Regions from separate parts of the Sus scrofa genome. Here all the other regions are linked to region 4. The links are chromatin contacts, called in public Hi-C and targeted proximity ligation maps. All regions are on one chromosome and are shown on one strand. The core of a region is the stretch at or near the end of the contact, and the rest is flanking DNA. Distances in the headings are between cores, read along the strand shown.

Region 1 (2,700 bases), core at 15-2,514, 260 kb after region 4:
GGCACGTCCCGCAGGAGATTGGAAGATCATTCCTTTCTTGGCCATTTCCATGGACGCCAGAGGAGAGTCTCATCTTAGTTCTGAGTTCTAGACCTTTGAATTTTCAGATGGTGTAAACCAGTCTTGAAAGATCAAGTCAGTGGAGTCGTTTGCCATTGGCTCTCTGCCCACTGAACATGCTGAGGGTTGGTTCCTCTAACGAGGCTCCAAGGCCATGGCACAGGGTCCCGGGGCCCTTATGCCAAGACATGAAGCAGCCCCTCTCCAGGGCACCCTCCCCAGTGGTGATGGTGCTCACTGTCCAGGAATTCTCGGAGACTTTCTGCGAGCTCCGAGGCTCTGGGCGACAGGTGGGTGTGCATTTCCTTAGCAGGGATCATGAGGCCTCAGTGATCACAGCTAAGTGAACAGGGAAGGCTCTCGGGCAAATAAAGCTTCACTTGTCACAGCTGTCAACATGATTGTGTCACACTGGCTGCCCTTTGGAAAATTTTTTTGGAGGTAAGCTCCCCGAGTTCATAACCTTTGTTTCATTTTTCCTTGCCTTCAGAGTTTCAAAACGTGTTTAATAAAAAAAGAAAGCAAGAAAGCTGCCAGAACTTTGAATAAGCCCAGGGACCTGTGTCCGAGGCTGCTTTGGACTTTTGTGTCGCAGCCCGAGGAGTCTGGAAAACCAACGCACTTACCTTTGTGTCTTCCGAGAGCTGGTGTTCAGGAGCTTCCTCAGAGACCCGTTTGATCCCTGGTGTATGTACTGGGCATTTAATTTGGCCTCAGTGAGAGGACAGGTGCAATACAGGCGATAACAGCTCGGGACACCCACGCCCCTGTCTCCTGGGTCTCGCGCTTGTGGAGGGTGTCAGGATGAATAAGCCTATTGCCCCAGATGCGAGCAGCCTAGCGTGGCAGAAGGGAGATCACCCACAGTGGGTGACGGTCGTCAGGATTTGCCTGCACCCTGGCTAGAAGGACGAGGGGTGGGGGTGGGGGGATTGTATAGGAACAGAGGTGTTAGGACCTTTGGCTGGGTTATGTCAGGCCTCACACATGTCTCTGTTTACATGTAAATTTTCAGCTGAGCTTTGTAGCAAAGAAATCCCATGTCTTCTGAAACTTTGGGGACCACAGCCATGTTTTAGGACCTGCTAGCTAAGGGAAGGCACGGCCAGCACCCTCTCACCTTACTGAGGTGTGTTCACTTGGATCTTGTTGTCCAGGCAAACCAGAGCAGCTCTGTCCTGTGGCTGGTTCTCCGTGTTTGTCTGTTTCCTCCTCTCAAGGGCTGCTCCTTAGTCTTCTCTTCTCACTTTGTCATCCCCAAGTGAGGTTGACTTATAGAAAGAAAGCGAGAGGAGGGAAGTGAGAGTTGGAGGGTTACGAAGTGGGTGTTTAATGGAACGTCTCTTGTGTTCCAAGGCTCCGAGCTAGAGAGGTGTTCGGCATTAACAAAAAAATCCAGGGAGGTAGTGCCGTGTTGAGAATGGGCGGTGTTTGTTCCCTTTTAGTAAATGAGGAAACAGGGGCCAGTTCCGCTGTTTTGTAAAGAAGCAAACAGTTGAGGGTTTGTTATTTTGTACAAACAGAAGTCATTAGGGCTTTTTAAAATCATTTGCTGTCTTTTAAAGTTGTTGCGTAGAACAGTGTTTGTCAAGCACTAATATATGTCAGGCAACCCTTGGAATCTGGTAAGACGCAGGTTCTGATTCAGCCAGTTTGGGGTGGGGCTGGGAATGCTCCATTCCAGGGACCAGTGTTGAATACCAAGGGCATGGACTGTATACCTTCCAACAGCTGGGGAGAAAAGGGATTTATTTATTTTCTTTTTCAACACATGAAAAAAAAAAACCTTTTGAAATTAAAGTGTAATTGATTTACAGTGTTGTGCCAGTATCTGTTGTCCAGCAAAGTCACCAGTCATACATCTATATACATTCCCTTTCTTACATCATCTTCCATCATGGTCTATCCCACGAGCCTGGACAGAGTTCCCTGTGCTTATCCATTCTAAATGGAATAGTTTGCATCTGCTACCCAGAGTCCCAGTCCATCCCACTCCCTTCCCCGTCTCCCCTGGCAACCACAAGTCCGTGCTCTACGACCATGAGTCTGTCTCTGTTTCGTAGAGTGGTTCATTTGTGCCCCATTTGAGACTCCACATGCAAGGGGGGATCATATGGTTATTTTTCGTCCTCTTTCTGACTGACTTAGTATGAGAATCTCTAATGGCATCTGAGAAGAGGCATTTAGGTCAAGGAAATTTGAAGGCTCTAGTCAGCTGAGCACAAAAGTCAGACTTGGTGCCTTTTATTTTTCCAGGTGTCATAACTCCTTCGGTAAGAGGTATGTCCTCAGTGATGGAGAGCTCTTCACGTTTGTAAATATTTCTGCAGAGTGGTTTGAGAGGATGATGAAGGGAAAGTACAAAGAGACAGAAGGGATTGGGACTTTTTATGTCTCTTATCTAAGGACTGGCGTGTACAGTAACCTTCTTACTGGTCTCAGTGGGAGTGACCTAGAGAAGGTCATGGCCATCTCGTCCTTTTGAGGAAGGTCTGCTTTCATACATAAATTCGGATGGATCACAGCTTCAAGTGTGAGAGTAGTAATTGCATTAATTACTCTTGGAAGTTAATTTCACTTTGCTCCATTATTGTGGCCATGGCTCCGCTCTTCTGGGGAAACCCTTTCTAGAACCACCAT
Region 2 (2,700 bases), core at 102-2,601, 350 kb after region 4:
CCCACAACTTCATGGTTCCTAGTCGGATTCGTTAACCACCGAGCCACGATGGGAACTCTATATGTAGAATTCTTGACGGCTCAACTTCCTTCCTTTTTATATAACTGATAATTCTCCATGTTATCTATTTGTTTATAGGTCCATCTTCCCCATTTATCCACTAGTTGCTACAGATGAGAAAGAAGCCTTATAGGCTTATTTATGCATCAGTCAGCATACACCTGGAATGCAAATTCTGTCAGATGAATGAATAAGGAGAAATTAGGGAAGTAATTAATCTTACAACCTTGAACCTGGCCATCTTCCTACTTAGCAAAGAGAAGTAGGTCAATGACTTTACAATAAGCCCATATATGCAATCAAGGATCCTTTCCACAACTCTTCCAGATGTACTCAGTTTCTCATTGTTTAGAGGTTTTTCTCAAAGGCCCTTCTTTGTGGGACAAGGTTTTAGGATTTGGCTAAGGGAGTGGAGGTCTGGCATTCACACATTTTGGGTTGTCACCCCACCATGCATTGCGTGTAGGTCACAAAAATCTGTATGTTTTATGAATATGTTCTATGACTAATCTTAGATGAAGAGAGAGAGATGATGAGAATTCATGCAATGTGAAGATAATAAAAAGGAATGGATGAAGCTAAAACAAGAAAAGCTGATGGGAAGGATAATGATGCTTTGTGGTTAAGACACCTGAGTTTTAATCCTGGCTGGCCACTTACCAGATTCAGGGCCTTGAACAAATTACTCTCTAGCTTCTCTCTCCTCATCTATAAAATAAGGCCAAATAATCCCTAACTCCCAGAGTTGTGAGGACAAGAGAAAATATGCATAGATTATTACTGCTAATATTAGGAACGAGAAGGTCATGAAGAAAACTATTACTTAGTGAACGCCGGAGGCACTTTCTTAATCGACATGCCACCCTCGACACTGGGTCCTGTGTCCATTTTCCTGATCAGAAAAGTGAGGCCTGGGCCAAATAAGCAATTCTTCAAGGTCTCGCGCACCTGCGGGCGACGAAGTCTGCATTCGAACCCGGGTCTACGCGGGGGCTCTGTGGGTCGAGACGTCGCCTTCCACCCCGTTCCCGAAGTCCTTGACACCTCTCTCCCCTCCCCCCGGGTCACTAGGGCCTTTCGGCCTCCGTGGAGGCCTCCGCCTCACCTCCCCGCGCCGTGGGTCCCCCTCTCTCACCTGTGGACGCACCACGACTCCAGGTGGCGCAGCGCCCGCTTATAAAGCCGCAGCACCTTCTGCTGGTGGGTCAGGTAGGCCGCCGGCGCCGAGAAAGCCATGACGGCCCGCTCACCTTCAGCGGCCGCGGGCGCTGCCGGAAAACGAGGGGTGGGGCTTCCCCGGAAGGGCGGGGCGAGCGGCGGCCACTTCCGCTTCCGCCGGGGAGGAGCCAGGGCTGCAGTCATGAGCCGGTTCAAGTTCGTGGGTAAGACTTTTCCTGGATCTTTGGCCTTGCAATCCTCAGGCGTCGCCCACCGCCGCCGGAGGGCCCAGGATGTGAGCTCTCCGGCTCTTTGCGGGTTGAAAGTGCACCCTATGGAAGAGGGCGCGGGGAGGTTTCTGGGTGCTAATAATGTTCAGGATCGCGGTTTGGGTGCTGGCTTCACGGGTGTGCTTATTTGTGGAAATTCACGAGCTGCATTATGATTTATGCTTTTCCCAGCATGCGTTGTATTGAATAAAAAGATAAAAGGAGGCAGAGCTACCAAAAAAACCCCAGAAGGCCAGTCCCTAGCTGACCCTCCATCCCTTCTGCACCTCCCGCCTTTTCCCGTCTCCGCGGTGGAGAGGAGGATAGCTTCGAGGCACCCGTTTATTCGCTAATTCGTGCGTTCATATCGCAGTTACTGAACGACCCTGGTTCGACCCTGGTTTGCCCGGCACCGGCCTAGGAATACAGGCCAGGTCCCTGCTCTGCTGTCATCCCCATCTGGTGGGGAAACTGACGGCATAAATAGCGGGAAGAGAAACAAGTTCTATTACCTGACAAGTACGGTAATCCATTCAGCATGGGTAGAACAAGAGAGGGAAAATGCGACAGAAACTAAAGGAATAAGCATACTTGTATCAGGCATTTACAAGTATGGGACAGTGTGAGAGCTAGGATTGGAAGGGTAACTTGGGACTCGAATGTCTTGATGAGGTTAATTTTACTGTGTATAGAGTAGAGCCTCGCTGAAGACTTTTCACCAGGAGCATTCATTAAGTAAATCATTGAGGGCCAGTACATATTGGGGGCCCTGGGCTATGGGATACAGCAGTGGGTAAAGCTGGGCATGATCCTTGTTTTTGTGAAGTTTCCAGCTACTTGAAGGTGGAAAATGACAGTGATCACATCTCTGCTTTAGTACAGTAATCCTGACAGCTGTTAGGTTTGGTGGGGCGTAGGGAGAGGCAGAGAAGCATTTCAGAGCTTGAACTACGACACCGGAAACGGGAGAGACAAAGAGAAGAGAGATACGTATGCAGCGTTTAGCAGCTGAGTGTTTATGTCAGATAAAGGAGAGAACAGAGATGATTCAGGGTTGGGATAAATAACCTAAATGTGAAATGGAAACGTAATGGGAGTGGCTGGGTGCTACAGCAAGATCCGTTTGGATTCGGTTAAGTTTCAGACTCTTATAGGACCTTTTGGGTAGAGATATTTACTGAGCAATTGGAAATGTCTGGCACTCAGGAGAGTG
Region 3 (2,700 bases), core at 14-2,513, 310 kb after region 4:
GAGAGCCTCCTTTGGTGGAAAAGGGGGATTTTTTAATTCCAAGTTCTAGTCTCCAGCATCAGCTTGCATTTCTATAATTATAGCCCATTTTTCAGTATTCATATCCCATATGTTGTTGACTCAGATGCCATCAGTTGTAAGATGCACTATTGTTTTCTGGACCATGAAAAAAGAAAAATCCCCATTAAACTGATGCCCCACTGACTGTAAGACGTCTTAATTTGTAAGATATAAAAATGTGAAAAAGCAGGCATCTTCAGATGAAGTACGGTATTTGCATGCATGTGTCAGGAGCAGATGGGAGTCGTTTTGTGGGATTCTGATGGCTTCTCCATGCATCTGTCTGGGCAAAAAGAGATGGCTTTGGGTTCTTTTCTGATGGCCCAGCGTGTCTCCAGTTGGTTCTTTCCCGTTTGAAAGCCCTTTGCCTGAGAACCGCATCTGGCTTGGTTTAGCCACAAGGCTCCGCTGTGGGCTGCAGTGTGTGCAAGAAGAGGCTGGGGGCTTCCAGATGATGCTTGTCACACTTGACTGGCTTTTTGATTGGGCTGTTACTACGCAGGGCGTTTCACCCCCTGTGTTCCCAGGGCTTATGTTTGCCCTGCAAGGGAAGCTTCAAAGACTGTGGACTCCTGAATGAGAAAGACGGGAGGGGTGGCGTCTGTGCCCACACCCAGCTCAGGGGTCCTGTGCAAGGCCCCTCCCACCTCCCCCCAGCCTGCCCCCCCCCATCAAAAGGGGCATTAATTCCCACCCTGAACATTTACGTCAAGATGAAGGAAAATTGAAATGTAAATGTCGGGGAAATACAGGATCTTGATTTCATTCCAAAAAGCTTTGTGAACTCTACCTACTTAAAAAAAAAAAATCAGATCAAATCCTTTCTCCTTTAGGGGTGCTGCTTTGGCCCATAACTTGGTGCCTGTTAATAATGCTTTGCCCCAGGAGTATTTTTTTTGTAAAGAGAAGAATCATATGATTTCCCCTGTGGGGGGGGAATGAGGGGCTGTTGGCGGCTGTTCAGCAGAATTCTCCAGCATGCATCCAGCTACCGCCTGGAAACTGGCAGGGGGGAAGAAAAATCTCAAGACTGAGATGGCTTAGATTTTACAGAAAAGGTCACAAGCAAGGCTTTGCTCAGGAATTTTGTCTGGAAAGGCCGTTTCAGGCACCACCCGCCACCCCACCCCCCCGCCCCGCTTTTGGCTGATGAGCTGTCCTGGAATTTGCTCATTTTCCAGTGTTAGGCCATTTAAGGGCACAGTGGTTGAGCCAGTGAGCAAACTCAGATCAAATTATTATATCAGGGCCTCAATTATTTGCTTTTTTTTTTTTTGCTTTTTAGGACCGCATTTGTGGCACATGGAAATTCCTTGGCTAGAGGTTGAATCGGAGCTACAGCCACAGACACACGGAATCCAAGCCACGTCTGCGACCTACACTGCAATGCCAGATCCGTAACCCACCAGGCGAGACCAGGGATTGGACCCGTGTCCTCATGGATACTGGTCAGGTTCATTACCACTAAGCCACAAGGGGAACTCCCCATTCGCAAATATTTGCAGGTAGGTGAGCTGAGGGAGAAGACGCAGTACTGTCTTCTTATAGTTTCTGGGGAGTTCCTGTTGTGGCTCAGTGGTTAACAAATCCGCCTAGGAACAATGAGGTTGCTGGTTCGATCCCTGGCCTTGCTCATTGGGTTAAGGATCTGGCATTGCCATGAGCTGTGATGTAGGTTGTAGACATGGCTTGGATCCCGAATTGATGTGGCTTTGGCATAGGCCAGTGGCTAAAGCTCCGATTAGACCCCTAGCCTGGGAACCTTCATGTGCTGTGGGTGCGGCCATGGAAAAGACAAAAAAAAAAAATTTAGTTTCTGTCCTCATGGGTGGTCAGTAGGGGAGACTGCCATCCATCAAAGAACTGAAGAAATACAGATGAATTTAGGGCTGGGAGGAGTGTCATGAAAGATACATATAAGGAACTTCCGAGAAGAGAACCCTAGTCTGGTGAGAGGGTTCAAGGAGGACTTTCGTGAAGGACCATGACCTGCTGGATGAACAGGTGTTGGACTGGTGGGAGGGGCATGAGCGGACGTGCAGGTGTGATGGAGCCAGACCCTGGAGAAGCGCCTGCCTGGAAAGTGGAGGGAGGAGGGCAGGAAGGAGGGCAGAGGGTGGTCCAAGAAGCTGAAGGCGCAAGTGGACAGACTGATCCACGGGTGCCTTGCAGGACAGGCCAGGTTAAGGTCATGGGACGGTGAAAAGTGGCGATTTGTGTTTTGAAAGTCACATGGGGCTGCTCTGGGCACAGCTGGACCACGTGCAGTCGGGGCGACATGTTAGGGGCTGGTGGAGCCGTCCAGGTGAGAGGTCAGGATGGCACGGTGGAGATGGCAGTCGCAGAGGTGAAGCAGGGGACAGAGTCAAGTCCATTTGGGAGCTAGAATCGCCAGGACCTGTGCTGGGGTCATGGGCAGTGGCTGTCCTCCCGACGCTACTGCTGGGAAAGAAGTAAACAGGCTTGTGTACATGAAGTCAGCGCCGAGACAACTCTGCGCTTGTGGACCTGAGAAGATGACTGTGTCTTAAAACCAGTACATCCAGTGGGGACATGGAGTAATTCCTCCCACAGTTATTTTTTTTAATAAATATAATTACATGTTGTGTTAGTGAATTTAAGAAGTAAACATTGTGTTTT
Region 4 (2,700 bases), core at 41-2,540:
TCATAAAGGCATTTTCAGCTTCCTTTGTGGTCTCTTGGGTTGCTCACTCTGGGGGAAGCCAGCTGCCATGGCAGGAAGGCAGTGCAGCCCTGACAAATGTCCACAGGGACATGGAGGACCAGCTTGGCAGCAACTGTCAATAGAGTGAGCCACCTTGGAAATGGACCCTCCAGCTCTGTCAAGTCTTCACATGACTGTAACCCCCCTGGCAGCTGAGGTTCAACTTCATGAGAGACCCTGACCCAGAACTGCCCTACTGAGCCCTTCCCAAATTCCTGATCCATAAATACTGAGTTTTGGAATTCCCGTCATGGCACAGTGGAAACAAATCTGACCAGGAACTATGAGGTTGCAGGTTCGATCCCTGGCCTCACTCAGTGGGTTAAGGATCCAGCGTTGCCATGAGCTGCAGTGTAGGCCAGCAGCTGTAGCTCTGCTTAGATCCCTGGCTTGGGAACCTCCATATGCTGTAGGCGCAGTCCCAAAAAAGCAAAAAATAAAATAAAATGCTAAATTCTTGGTGTGATTTGTTATACAACAGTACGTAACTGATACAATCCTATAGTCATGGAGTTTACATTCTAGTGGAAGAGATTACATGAATAGAATTTATCTGTTCATTTATTCAGTATCACCTGATACTGGCAGGGTGGTGGTGGCTGGGATTACAGCCGCCACAAGACACTGGACAAAATCTTTGCTTTCCTAGGTTTATGATCTAGTAGAGAGAGCCACGAAAATAAGAAAATTCTGTAAAATATTAGGTCACCAGTACTAAGAATAAAAGAAAACCAAGCAGGTGAGGTGAAAGGGAGCACGGTGGGGCTGAGCAGCAGCTGGGTGCTTGTAACATCTTGGTGGAAGGAAGGCATGGCCATGGCCTTTACCTGGGATCACCACAGGCTGGAGGAAGGCCTAAGCCCACTTTCTCTCACTCTGGAAAATACCTTGGTGCCTACAGATCCAACCATGGGCTGGCACTATTCGCCCAATGCCTTCCACCTCAGCTGCTCTGATTGTTTATAAAAGGTGACCCCATGCCCATGAGCTGCTTGCTGTCCACTTCCCATTCTGCTATTCACTGAAAGAGATACTGTTCTTCAGACCAAGCTCACCACTCTGCCTCATCCATTCCCACCTCCCTGGAGCCTCCTGATACCCTTTCACCCCAACCTGCCCTTCTTTTCACGCACCACTAGGTGGAGGTATACTAACACTTACTGGGCGCTTCCCATCTGCCAAGCTCCGCCTTCCCTCCGCTTCTGCATGATTTCATCGCCTGCTCATGACGCTTTGTACACGTCCCATTATTTTCCTGAGGTTAAGGCCCGAGGTCATTCAGCTATTAGGTGGCAGAGTTGGAATTCAGTCCCACATCCCTTTGAATCCAGACTTCATTCTTTGGCCAAGATCACCCACTGAGCTGGAAGAGCTCAGAAGTCACCTCATTTATTCCTCTGCTTCTGCGCAGGGCTGAAGTTAGATTAGCTCCAAAAGATTATGAATAAGTATCTTAAATTAGTGCCAAAGAAGAGGGGAAAAAAAAAAAGAACCCTAATAGCTCATTACAAGCTATACTGGGATTTTCGAGTTTCATGTTCTTACTAATGCCTAACAGTCGACCCACTTGATAAACTTGTATTAAGTGCCAGCTATGTGTTAAGCCCTGTGTCATGACCGAGTTAGGCATGGGTTATCATGGAAATATAAAGAGGGATGATGGACAGACTGGCAAGTCAGGGCAGCCCCCAGGTGATGCTAAACAGAGCCCTGGCCATCTCGGGAATGCCAGGCAGCAGAGGGGGCCATGCAGACAGATGGAACAACATGTGCAAAGTCAGGGAGAGGGGACTGAGAAGGGCTCATTTCCGAAAATGGCTGGAGTTTACAGGAAGTGTTGGGGAGGCATGGGCAGTGGGATTAAGAGATGAGCAGGAGCCAGATCAGTGCCAAGGTAAGGAATCTGCTCTCTCTGAAAAATGGGGGGTGGGGTGTGTGTGCGATTTAAAACTTTGAGGTAAGGTACTGCTATAGTAGAAAAATTATTTCATTAGTGGTATGGATGATGAATGGGAAAGGCCAATTAGGGAGAATACTGCAATGGTTTAGGTGAGAAATGATGGCTAGAGGAGAGAGAGACAGAGGTGGAAGAGATGTAGGAGAGATTTACGAGTAGACTAGTTCAGACTTGGCAACTGCCTGGGCGTGGGGGTATGGAGAAGGCAGGCACAGAGACTGAGTCATCCAGGTTCCTGGTTTGGGCACGTGGGTGGTGCTGAGATGGGAATCAGGGGGAGGAGCAGGTTTAGGGAAAGATACTGACATCTTATTATCCCCAGGTTCCTTAGGGCAATCCTCGCTTCACATGAGGAAAGGAGACTCCAAAAGCTGAAATGATTGGCTTGTATTCACATGGCCGCCACAGTGTCAGAGGTGAGACTCCAACCTACGTCTTTCCATTCATGGAAAATATCAGTTCCCCACCCGAAGCAGATTTGCTTGGCAAGGAATGTGAGGAGAGCTTAGTAGAGCGTAATGTGTGGCAAAGCAAACATTTACCTGTGTTAACTTGCCATGTTTATATTTACTCATTCGACGGATTTATTGAGGGCCTATTGTGTGCCATGCCTATAGGGATGCTGTGGAGAATGTAATAGGCCCTACCCACATAGAGTCTACAGTCTAGTTAGGGAGACGGGA

The links. Hi-C and Micro-C count contacts between places; a contact is called where the count stands out from the background.
Region 1: a contact with region 4 is called in a targeted proximity ligation map of alveolar macrophages. A contact is called at or near these places in 1 of 47 Hi-C or Micro-C datasets (liver) and 2 of 2 datasets of targeted methods (alveolar macrophages and skeletal muscle).
Region 2: a contact with region 4 is called in a targeted proximity ligation map of alveolar macrophages. A contact is called at or near these places in 3 of 5 promoter capture datasets (fetal skeletal muscle and liver), 7 of 47 Hi-C or Micro-C datasets (alveolar macrophages, embryonic fibroblasts, liver and 2 more) and 1 of 2 datasets of targeted methods (alveolar macrophages).
Region 3: a Hi-C map of embryonic fibroblasts shows a contact between it and region 4, with 3 times the contacts expected there. A contact is called at or near these places in 14 of 47 Hi-C or Micro-C datasets (blood, brain, embryonic fibroblasts and 9 more) and 2 of 2 datasets of targeted methods (alveolar macrophages and skeletal muscle).

Annotation. Positions count from the first base shown.
Region 1 is chr4:15,025,632-15,028,331 of Sscrofa11.1, forward strand. The region is part of intron 3 of MTSS1 (metastasis suppressor protein 1); the gene reads left to right. Among named protein-coding and RNA genes, the nearest start is that of NDUFB9, 86 kb to the right of the region's middle.
Region 2 is chr4:15,111,930-15,114,629 of Sscrofa11.1, forward strand. NDUFB9 (NADH dehydrogenase [ubiquinone] 1 beta subcomplex subunit 9) reads right to left here and starts at 1,352. Exons shown (of 4, transcript XM_013996497.1): 1 at 1,196-1,352. The coding sequence starts at 1,296. It overlaps TATDN1 (TatD DNase domain containing 1), which reads left to right and starts at 1,417. Exons shown (of 12, transcript NM_001244525.1): 1 at 1,417-1,442. The coding sequence starts at 1,421.
Region 3 is chr4:15,078,773-15,081,472 of Sscrofa11.1, forward strand. All of the region lies in intron 6 of MTSS1 (metastasis suppressor protein 1), which reads left to right. Among named protein-coding and RNA genes, the nearest start is that of NDUFB9, 33 kb to the right of the region's middle.
Region 4 is chr4:14,764,646-14,767,345 of Sscrofa11.1, forward strand. No RefSeq gene overlaps it. Among named protein-coding and RNA genes, the nearest start is that of ZNF572, 43 kb to the left of the region's middle.